Regions from separate parts of the Mus musculus genome. Here all the other regions are linked to region 3. A link is a contact called in public promoter capture Hi-C data. All regions are on one chromosome and are shown on one strand. The core of a region is the stretch at or near the end of the contact, and the rest is flanking DNA. Distances in the headings are between cores, read along the strand shown.

What was found. Promoter capture Hi-C pulls out the DNA fragments that hold promoters and counts their contacts.
Region 1: a promoter capture Hi-C map of hippocampal neurons shows a contact between it and region 3, with 5 times the contacts expected there. The contact joins the promoter of Ccl11 here to the promoter of Slfn3 in region 3. A contact is called at or near these places in 3 of 39 promoter capture datasets (embryonic stem cells, hippocampal neurons and pre-B cells).
Region 2: a promoter capture Hi-C map of liver shows a contact between it and region 3, with 4 times the contacts expected there. The contact joins the promoter of 5530401A14Rik here to the promoter of Slfn3 in region 3. A contact is called at or near these places in 2 of 39 promoter capture datasets (hippocampal neurons and liver).
Region 4: a promoter capture Hi-C map of hippocampal neurons shows a contact between it and region 3, with 6 times the contacts expected there. The contact joins the promoter of Ccl2 here to the promoter of Slfn3 in region 3. A contact is called at or near these places in 7 of 39 promoter capture datasets (frontonasal cranial neural crest, hippocampal neurons, liver and 3 more).

Annotation. Positions count from the first base shown.
Region 1 is chr11:82,056,552-82,059,251 of GRCm38.p6, forward strand. Ccl11 (chemokine (C-C motif) ligand 11) reads left to right here and starts at 1,281. Exons shown (of 3, transcript NM_011330.3): 1 at 1,281-1,491. The coding sequence starts at 1,416.
Region 2 is chr11:81,859,276-81,861,975 of GRCm38.p6, forward strand. It overlaps 5530401A14Rik (RIKEN cDNA 5530401A14 gene), which reads left to right and starts at 1,402. Exons shown (of 5, transcript NR_038010.1): 1 at 1,402-2,061. It also overlaps a transcript of Asic2 not described here.
Region 3 is chr11:83,190,016-83,192,715 of GRCm38.p6, forward strand. It overlaps Slfn3 (schlafen 3), which reads left to right and starts at 1,315. Exons shown (of 3, transcript NM_011409.1): 1 at 1,315-1,393. Slfn4 (schlafen 4) reads left to right here. Exons shown (of 8, transcript NM_011410.3): 8 at 1-201.
Region 4 is chr11:82,034,307-82,037,006 of GRCm38.p6, forward strand. Ccl2 (chemokine (C-C motif) ligand 2) reads left to right here and starts at 1,271. Exons shown (of 3, transcript NM_011333.3): 1 at 1,271-1,431; 2 at 2,177-2,294; 3 at 2,620-2,700. The coding sequence starts at 1,356.

The DNA of each region.
Region 1 (2,700 bases), core at 31-2,530, 1.1 Mb before region 3:
CAATCATAGCAGGTTGCTATCAGCTGGTATTTTGGTTTTAAATATTTTAAATATTTGCCCAGTCCTGACTTTTTCCTTCATTTTAATCTACCATCTTCTAGATCAGTGAGGTATGAACATCAAATTCACTTAGGTGTTTGTACTGAAATAAAGATTCAAAAGGTCATGCTTTTGTTAGAGGGAGTTAAGGACAGTAGGAATTAGCTTATTTTTTTCTCTTTCCTTGCTTGTGGTGGTTGTTGTCTAGTCAGGGATGTCAGGGCTCTTGAAGTGCTGCACCAGGGGTTGAGAACAGCAAGCATGAGCAGAACAGCGAGAGGCTCCATACAAAAGCACAAAATAGACATGGCACGGAAGCACTACAAAGGCAGCAATGGGTTCTGAGTGAGATCGCTCCAGAGTCTCATGCTGTCATATTCCCTGGGTTTCCTTCAGAACGTCCAGCAAGTGGAGTTAGCCCATAGGGCAGGGGAATGTTGGGTAGATTCCTGTTTTGATTGGCAGGCTTAGGTTACCTAAGGCTTTACTTGCTGCATACTGTCCTTCCCCACAATGCACCGGAATTTCATCATATGTACATCCAATCACGCATGGGATGACAGAGAGAGTTTCCCCTAAACGTTCATTCTGGGAACATAGCTTGCCCATCCAAGCCAGATGCACTCCTCCTCCTAATTCCAGAATGCATACTGAGATGTCCTTGAATAACTTCTAACCAGTGAAAGTTGGGTGGGGTGCTAAGGAATTACCGGAGATTATTAGGGCAGAGAAACCAGTTTCCTGCATTCTTTGGACAAGGATGTATATGTAGCTTGGTACAGGTGGTGGTCCTGTATTGCCAACCACCTGGTGTGTATGTGTGTATGTGTGATCTGTCTGTTTGTCTGTCTGTCTGTGTGAAGCTCAAGCCAAGTGTGATCTTAGTTTTCTAAGCTGTCCCTACACCTGATGCTTCCCACAATGCTAAGTTCCTGGACACTAAGATTGTATGACCATTGAATTACATAAAAAGGGCAAGCATGACTATCATGCCCTGTTTTCTGAGAAGGGCTCTTCTGGGACTCCAAAACACCAGGTGAACAGGAACCAGGACTGGCTTCCACATGTCATCTCCTGGCTTCTTTGTTCCACTGCACAATGATCAGTCGCATTTCATAATCGCACAATCTCTTCAGTTTTCACTCCCATCCCTTAACAGATGCCAAGTCCCTCCCACGGTTTTGTGTTTCTTCTATTTGCTGTCTTTCCAGGATCTGAGAGTGTTCCACTGCTCAAGACCCCTCCTTCATGACCTTGTGCAGGCAGTTTTCTCTGGAAGCTTCCACCCACTCTGCTCCCTATAAAGCTAGTCGGGAGAGCCTACAGAGCCCAGAGGCTGAGATCCAAGCAGTAACTTCCATCTGTCTCCCTCCACCATGCAGAGCTCCACAGCGCTTCTATTCCTGCTGCTCACGGTCACTTCCTTCACCTCCCAGGTGCTGGCTCACCCAGGTAAGTCCCCTCTAATCTTTGAGGAAAGCCAGGCATTTCTCAGCCAAATAGCGAGACTCTTCAGAGACTTGCTGCTAACCCCACCATTCAAAGATGGGATAGAAACCCCAACCAGTAAAACAGCCAGAACTGATATTGGTCCACATTCATATTTCTCTTTCTGTCTCTTGTCTGTCTGTCTCTGTGTCTGTCTCTGTCTCCCACTCCCTCTTCCCCTTCCTTCTCCCATCCTTTCTCATGACTACTGAGGCAGGTGCTAAGTGCATCCACACAGTCAGCTTTCCTCACATTTCTGAGTATGACAAAGTGAGCATTTGGATAGTAATGAAATGGAAGGTCCTATTTTGGGGGAAGAGTTTCTGCAGGGCTCTAAGAGAGCAACAGTGACGAAGCAGGAGGTCCTGAGACACGCTCTCAAATGGGTGCATCTTTACTGTGTTTGAGAACCTGTTGTAGGTGTTTGCAAACTCATGCATGCTGCAGTCACAGCTAATCCAAATCAAATCAACAAGGGCCAACTCCTTGCCCATAGCAAACAATAATAACACATGGGCTCAGCTTCCGTGCTGTATACTCAGGTTCCCAGACTGCCTAGGAGAGCAAAGGTAAAAAGTGTCTGCTCTGCAGGCAACACGTGCAAGCTCAGAACTATCGCATGCCATTTCATCTTCTCCCATCCTGACCAAACTGGTTAAAACCTCCAGCCAACAAAAGATACAAGAGCATAACCTCACTTGTGTCCAGAAAGCAGAGAGAGTGGAGAATGTTTGATGACTGGCTCTGAGACTATCGCATTGCTGTGGTGCTCCTCTTAATGACAGCACTGGGGTATCAGAGTGGTGGGGCCTTTTCTAGCCCCTTCCTTCTGGCCTGGAGAAAACGATCTTTGATGATCATGTTTATGGTTTTGAATGAGTGATATTACTAGGTACATAGCAAGCCAGTGTTTAAAAAAGGAGGGGAAGGGGAAGGGGAAGGGAGAGGGAGAGGGAGAGGGAGAGGGAGAGGGAGAGGGAGAGGGAGAGGGAGAGGGAGAGGGAGAGGGAGAGGGAGAGGGAGAGGGAGAGGGAGAGGGAGAACAAAATATCAGCTCTAGTGCTCAAAATCTTCAGCCAAAATAGACTAGGGAAGTCCTTTTAAAGATGTCACCTGGGGTCCCCAGTGGATAGAGTCCCTCAGGTGAGGTTGGAGCTCATCACATCCATCTGA
Region 2 (2,700 bases), core at 152-2,651, 1.3 Mb before region 3:
CTTACCTAGCTTTGTTATACAACCCAGGACCACGTGCCTAGGAAATGGTGCCACCCACAGTGGGCAGGGCACTACTATTAATGAACAACCATAACAATCCCCTTACAGACAAGCACACAGGCCAATTTGAACTAGGCAATGCATCAACTGAGGGTTTTTCCTCAGGCAAATCTAGACTGTGTCATGTTGACTGTTAAAGGTCACTTCTCATAGTTCCTCTGAAACCTGTCTGTCCTTGTCTCCACTTAAGTCCTCAATGCAAGCTCACCTCTCGGACATTTCCCTTCTTCCCCAACTCCTTATCATTCTGCTTCCACTGTTTTCTTTCCTAAGGTATTCTTGACTCTTGGAATATAATTCCCTCCTTCCTTCCTCCTTCCATCTCTCTCTTCTTCCTCCCTTCCTGTTCATCATAGTTTTATTCAAAAGCTCACACACAGACCTGGCAGGCATGGCTGTGACTTATGTTTCCTCTCCAAACTTCAGGTCTTATTAATGTCTCAGAAGGATCCAGCCACGTGGCCTCTCAGGAGAACAAGGTTAAGTGCCATATAAAAGAAGCCTCATGGTGCATTTAGCTCCCCCACCCTTTCCCTTTCTTCTGCCTTCCAACATGGGAGAACACAGAGTGGCCTTCCCTAGCCAGAATTTACAGCCTGAAGACACCACCCCAGAATCAGAGAGTAGCCCTTACAAGACAGTGGGGCCTTCCAGGCCTTCCACCTTGGCTGTCCCAGCCTTCCAACCTCAGAACCATGAAGAGATATATTTCTGATGTTGGTAAACTATTCCATCTCTGGTATCTTCTTAGAGCAGCATACAAACTGAAACAGGCCCCAAAGACAAGCTCTTTAGCAGTTCAACATGAGCAGGTGAGGCTAGGGTGGGCACAAGGTTTAAAACAAGTCAATCAATATGTAATGTTTTATCCCTGTGATATAGAGATGTTATCTCACTCACCTGCCCTCAAAGCTCACGAGGCAGCCATTTCCTATTCCACAGACTACAACTGGATTTGAACCCAGGTTTGCCTCACCCTTAAATACTAGGTCAGCCCTTTCTGGGGTTTAAAAAGGAGCTCCAGAGACCATGGGCTGTACATGGGAAGGCATGAGGTAATCCAGTAAGCCTGGGCTGTCCAGTGTCTGGAGCTGCTTCTGTGACTCCCCAAGGAGCCTACTACAGTCTCTGCTCGCAGAAACAGCACCTAGCCCCTCCTGTTCCCAGCTTTGGCTGTTACCCTCCGCAGTTAGCAATTAATGAGGCAGAAAGGGTTAATTCTAGATTCCCTCCTGCATGCACAGATGGATTCCTAAGAATTCCCTCTCTGCCCCACCCCCCAATTAAAAGGGCTGAGCTTTGCCCCTTCTGTCTCTTTCTCTTAGGCAGAAGAGGCAGCACAGGGCTTGTGCAGCCTAGTTACTGTCAGTGACATTAGCAACTTTGGGCTGTTTGCTTTCCCTTTGCTTGCCTCCTGGCACTGAAACCTCATTAGGGCTCTGACAGAAAAGAGCTCATCAGTTGCCAGGAAGGCTACTCTGGGCTTCCACTGCCTGTTGCCTAGCAGGCTGACTGAGTATGTACACTGACCCCAGGTCTCCACTGGAAGCCAGCATCATCAAAGCTGATGTAATGTGAGCCAGAAGCCCTCAGCACCCCCTGGGTGTTCTTCCATCTTGCATGAGCCACCCGGAAAGAACAGCAGCTTGCTTGGGTTCTGTTTGAGGGTCTACTGGCAAAGGCACAGAGCCAATGAGGCTGGGGAAAGGTGGGGTGTTTAACCTACATAGGAAAAGCTTTTTCCTCAAGTACTGCAGTGCATTTCCTTTGCTTGATGAGTGGCAAGCAGGTCAAATGGGATGTCCCCCAGGCATCCAGTGGGCAGCACTTTGTTTTTACTCCAGTGAACTCTGCAGTCACATGGAAGAGGCTGCATAGCTCCAAAGAAGGACCTCTTATGCTTGACGAGGGTGTAGCCCCAGTTCCTAGGCCCTGTTCTACTCTGAATGGATCTAGGCCAGTGCAGAGCTGTCTTGGGACCTACAAGTCTTCATCAAGGAGGTAGGAAAATGGGTAGATGATTTCTGAGTTAAGTTGCTGCCCTGGAAACACACTTGAAAAATTTCGTAACTTTGCTTTATGTGTGTGTGTGTGTGTGTGTGTGTGTGTGTGTGTGTGTGTGTGTGTGTAAGCCAGGTGAAGATATCAAGTGGCCCAATCTATCATTCTTACTCCCTCTCTACCCATAATCCCTTGGGATAGGAGCTCTCACTGAACCCAGAGCTAGCTGGCAACCAGCAAGCCCAAGCCAGTCTCCTGACCCTGTCCCCAGAACCCCAGTACTTAGGGTTATAGAGGTATATGATCATGCCCATTTTTTTGGATTTTTTTTTGTTTTTAAACATGGGCACTGGGAATTAGAACTCAGATGCTCATGTCTGCACAGCAAGCTTTTAGGGCTAGGCCACTGGTCCTTCATCTTCTTCTCCCCAACAGCCCAGAGGCTCCTAAGAATCAGATGAATCCCATGAGCATTTACAGAGCACTCACCATGTCAGAGATCTGGGCATCAGGAAGTGCTACCTCCCCCTCCCCACATACACACCAATGTCAACCTCCCTAGATAGCCTTGTCGCCCCAATCAAGGCCTTTGCTCACATAAATGCCCACAAGTATGGGAATGCCCTGAGCCATTCTCAC
Region 3 (2,700 bases), core at 65-2,564:
TACAATTCATCTTTAAAATATACTTCATTTTTTCATGTGCTCTGTCCTCAGATCTGTGTTTTTATGAATACAGTTCTTCTACTTGTATCTTTCTTCAACAAAGCTTCATTATTAACTGAGAAGTTATACATAAAAAAATTTGGATAACAAAGGTTCTGCCATTTTAATATTTCTAAAATAAATGATCTTAACAAAACGTCATCAAATTCTCTTAAAGAATTCTTATTGTTTTTCCAGGATAAGTTTTTCTGGCTTTGGGGTTTTAGTTGTTTTGAAGATTTGCGATTGTGGTTTTCAGAGTTATGGCCTAGACCTTTGAAGACCAAGGAAGTGAGAAGACACATTATCATAGCTGCATGAGCACCTCGTGACACCTGTCACAGTAGCTGGACTAGAGATCACCCTACCATTCTGCCTCCACACAACAGCCACTGGGGCTGAGACACATTAGAAACACTTGTTTCATGGAGGTGACATCAGTGTGAAGTCGTGAGAGTAGTGGGACACATCATGTATGACCTAGGAAGTTGTTGCACTCTCAAAGCTACGGGAACTCACGGGAGGATCATTGGCAGAGAGTTTCAACAAAAGCAGCAGCTGCCTGCCTAATGTCAGCCTCTTTGGGTATCAGGTCAGGAGCTGGATTAACATAGGAAAGTCAGAAGGAGGAACCCAAGTAAAGGATGACTGTAACAGTGTGGGGCAGAGACCTGGGTAGGGACATGAACTGGGAAAGAGCAATGGAGTCCTAGTAATGGCATGCTTGGCTGCAGAGTCAGGTTTTCAGGTCAACAGGACAAACCTTGGGGAAAGACTTAAGAGTGGGAGCCAGTGAAGTGATGGCTCAGTGGATGGAGGCAGCTCCCACCTTGCCTGAGGAGCCCAGCCCCAGGGATCTCTGTGCAGGAGAGAGAGAAAATTGACTCGAGCCAGTTGTCTTCTGACCTCCACATGGTGGTGTAGCTGTGAACACCCAGCCCCCCAGCTACACACAGATACTTTTATGACCTGCTAATTTTTTATAATGCTACATTTTAGGGACTGAAGCAAGTGTCCCACAGAGGTTTAGCCAGTCTGACTAGGAGAATGTAATGGACAGCACTCTGTTTCAGAGGCATCCTTGCATAATCCCTAGAGTGCCAGGCATCCTGGGGAATTCTCAGCTTAGCTGTGCAGCTAGACATTGGAACACTGATGACTGTGCAAGGTCCTTAGCCACTCTGATTTCTGCCTCCCACCCTCACCGGAGCTGGGCAGGAAGTGGATGACAGAACTTCCTGGGGGAGGGACTCTGGTAAAAGAAAGCAAAGGCGCGCCAAAAATGCCTGGGGCCTCGGAGATGAAAGACGGACCTGAACAGGAGCAGAGACACAGAGCTGGCCACACATGGAAGGTAATGCCAGGACTAATCGGGATGAACTAGAAAGTTGGTTGGGAATCTGCCCAGCTATAGGCTTAAGCTTTAAAATACCCAAAAGCCTCTGTGTCATCATTTGTACCGCTTCTGGGTCAGAAAGTCCTGCTATATAACTGAAATCACACAGGGGCCTCTTTAGAAGAAACTGACCAGTGCGGAAGGAACAATATCCTCAGATCATGGAGAGCAAGAGAAGGAAACACAGAAAATAATCATGAGGCCTGAGCGATGTTTTGAATATATCCGCTCCTGTAATTAGTCACCCTCCCTGAAGGCTGTCTAGAAAGGACAAGGCGACCAGCATGTGGTTTTAGTTTCTGCCACAATGCTCACATGAGTCCCTTCTGTATCGCCTGGCTGGCCCTCCCTTCCTCCACATCCAGGCTAACTTTAAAATCCAACCTGAAGGTTTTAAAAATCCAATTATAAGTTAGCCTATATATGAAATAGGGGGGGGGGGAGGAAACTTCATATTAAAAGCCCTGTATAAAATGCACTCTTTACTGCATTGAGTTTGGTCAAGAGTTTTCGTGGCTGCCCCCAGTTGGTTCTGGTTGGTAAGTAACGATGCCCACAGTCAATGCCTGGGCAGGGCAGACAAAGGGGGGACTTTTAGGATTTTCCTGCCAAGAAGCGAGAGGAAAGGAGCAGAGTTCAGCCATGCCAGAAGAGGTAGAGGACAGGAACCATGCCAGAAGAGGTTGAGGAAAGGAGCCTGCCTGAGCAGGTGTAGGACAGACTACCCAACCACAGTGGCCCCGTGAGGAAAGTTGCATTTATGTGATATAGGCCAAGTCACTGTAATGCCCCACCTTAGCCTTCCAACCAACCAACTCTTATTACTGTAAGGTTGGTTCTGTAGTTGTCATTTTAGCTGTCAGTGCCCTCTAGTGTTCAAACAGCAAAGGCAACTACAGCTTCCAAAGACCTCAAATAGAAAGTCCGAAGGAAAGTTGATGTGTTGTTGATGGCGATGTTTTTCCAATCTCATGAGCCTCTTTCTTATTAATTGGTATTAAATTGCACTGAATTAAGTGTTTCAATGTAATATTATCATCTGTGGAATGTCCTTTGGTCATGGGTTCCTCTTTACTCTCCCTTGTCCCTCCACCCACATGATAGACCTCTTCCTACATAAGTCTCCCTAGTGCTTTCATACCCTTTAAAAGCTATATGATGGGGCTGAAGGGATGGCTCAGTGGTTAAGAAGACTGGTTGTTCTTCCAAAGGATCCCAGCATCCACATGGCAGCTCACAACAGTCTGTAACTCCTGTTCCAGGGG
Region 4 (2,700 bases), core at 21-2,520, 1.2 Mb before region 3:
AGCATCCCCCCATTCCTTTACAGTCATTGTCTCCACGACTCTCTATGAAAGACAAATCTTGGGTACAACTCTGCCAATCAGGAAAGACTCAAAAGGATGCTACAGAGGAAGGAGGAAATCAAGATACCTGAGTGGAAGACTCCGCTCAGCCACTGGCACGCATGTGAGAGCGCCACTCTTTTTATCAAGAGTCTGCTGAAATGAATTCTAAGGGCTTTCAGATTTTATCGCTTTGATCACACTGTTTGTGAAGAAATCTAAACCTGGAAAGCTGAATTAAGCCAGACATTCCAGTTGGCTCACTCATGGTCCCTGGAAATCACGAAGGAAACAGGGCAGAGAGCTACCAGGAGTAGTAAACGCTAACACACAGGCTTCTAATTCATCATGACTTAACCAAAAGGCATGTTTCTCCATGGCCCGTTAGCTGTCTGTTAGTTTGAAGGTAATGTGATGATAGCCAGGCTGGAGCTACCTGGGTCCTGTTCCAGGGACTCTTAGGGCAGTTACCTACATGACCCTTCTGGACCTCAGCTGCCTGATCTGAGAATGGGGAGTAACAGCATCTACTTACCAGAGCTGGGGAAATTAGAGACTGCACTGTGAAGGGTTCCAACCACTCCTGGCCCAGAGTAAGCACTAGGTGAGTTTTATATAGAAATTTCTTCTGCACCATGAGCTCATGTATATGGCTTTCCAGGTCTGGACTTTTACAACTCAGACAGTTCATATCAATGTCACAAAGCTTCTTAGTGCTGCAAAATATCTGGTAACCACCAAGTGGAGAGAATGCTGTATTCAACAAGGCCTGATAACCAAGGACTCAGCCGACTTACTGGGGGTCCTTTCCCAGCTGCAAGGTTCCTTGAGCCAGGGGCAAGCTAGGCTGTGTTTCCAAGCATCTTCTTCCTAAGGACTTTAGGTTCCTTGGCCACTTCCTTTTATTTCAGTGAAAGCAGAGCCACTCCATTCACACTTGTGGTCACAGTAGTACAATTACTGCCAATTCTTCCCTCTTTCCCCCCCCCCCCCCCTACTCCCTGCGCAGCTTCATTTGCTCCCAGGAGTGGCTAGAAAAATACCAAATTCCAACCCACAGTTTCTCTCTTCCACTTCCTGGAAACACCCGAGGGCTCTGCACTTACTCAGCGGATTCAACTTCCACTTTCCATCACTTATCCAGGGTGATGCTACTCCTTGGCACCAAGCACCCTGCCTGACTCCACCCCCCTGGCTTACAATAAAAGGCTGCCTCAGAGCAGCCAGAAGTGCAGAGAGCCAGACGGGAGGAAGGCCAGCCCAGCACCAGCACCAGCCAACTCTCACTGAAGCCAGCTCTCTCTTCCTCCACCACCATGCAGGTCCCTGTCATGCTTCTGGGCCTGCTGTTCACAGTTGCCGGCTGGAGCATCCACGTGTTGGCTCAGCCAGGTGAGACCCCCCCAGCTCCCTTCCCAGCATATCACCCCATTTTTGAATTGTCGTGGATTGTGATAGCATAGTCTCACATGGTCAGGTACTTTTTTTTTTTTCTTTAACCAAGATAAGGAGCATAAAGAAGGAAGGACAAAGAGCCAACCCAATTACAAGATTGCTTCTGGAAAGCAACTAGAATTTTAATTGTTAGATCTAAATTTGGAATCACACCTTCATATAGTTCCTGTTCCAGTTACTTCCCTCAGTATTTGGGAACCTGGGTGATCAAACAGAGGCTTGGGTTGGTGCCTTTTTCCAGATAGAGGAGAAAGGGGAAGAGATCCAAGATCCGAGCTGTGTTTCACCCAGCCCTGCTTCCAGAGATAGCAGCTTAGCGGAGGTGGTTGGGATCAGAGATACTCATGATTTGATTTTTTTTTTTTTTTTTTTTTTTTTTTTTTTTTTGCAGCCTACAGTAATGTACTCAGGTAATCTTCTCAGGTCATAGTAATTTGACTTCTAACTCCCCCAAATGACAGTCCCCAGAGTCACATAGTTTTAATGGCATCCCTCTACCCAAGACTGTGAGCCTACTTTAAGCTGCAAATAACTGAGTCTGTTGTCAAAGATCACATCCCAGATCTGATGTATTGGCATTTATATCCCATCCTGCTGAAACTGCCTTCTCCCCGTGGTCCTTCTCTTCTCTAAGGTCAGAAGCATCTTTCCTGTCCTAATGTGCTTCTCTTTTACTCTCCAGATGCAGTTAACGCCCCACTCACCTGCTGCTACTCATTCACCAGCAAGATGATCCCAATGAGTAGGCTGGAGAGCTACAAGAGGATCACCAGCAGCAGGTGTCCCAAAGAAGCTGTAGTGTGAGTTACATACCCCGGCCCTCCCTGGTCCAAAGGTTTTTCCTTAAGAACAAGGGATGGTCCTCATATACTTATAGTCAGTCACACACTCAGATCCAATGGGGAAACCAAGGCCAAGAAGGCAAAGGCAGTTCTCAACAGCATTGTCTCTATGGCTGCTGTTCAGGCCCTTTCTACTCCACAAGCTTATCTTAGAAAACCTGCAGGAGAAGCAGGTCACTTTGAGTCCCCTTTTTCTACCTGCCCTCCCCCGCTGAGCTCTACACAGCCCCTCCATGTATACCAGACTGAACTTCATCTAACAGTGTCTTTTCTCTTCCCACAGTTTTGTCACCAAGCTCAAGAGAGAGGTCTGTGCTGACCCCAAGAAGGAATGGGTCCAGACATACATTAAAAACCTGGATCG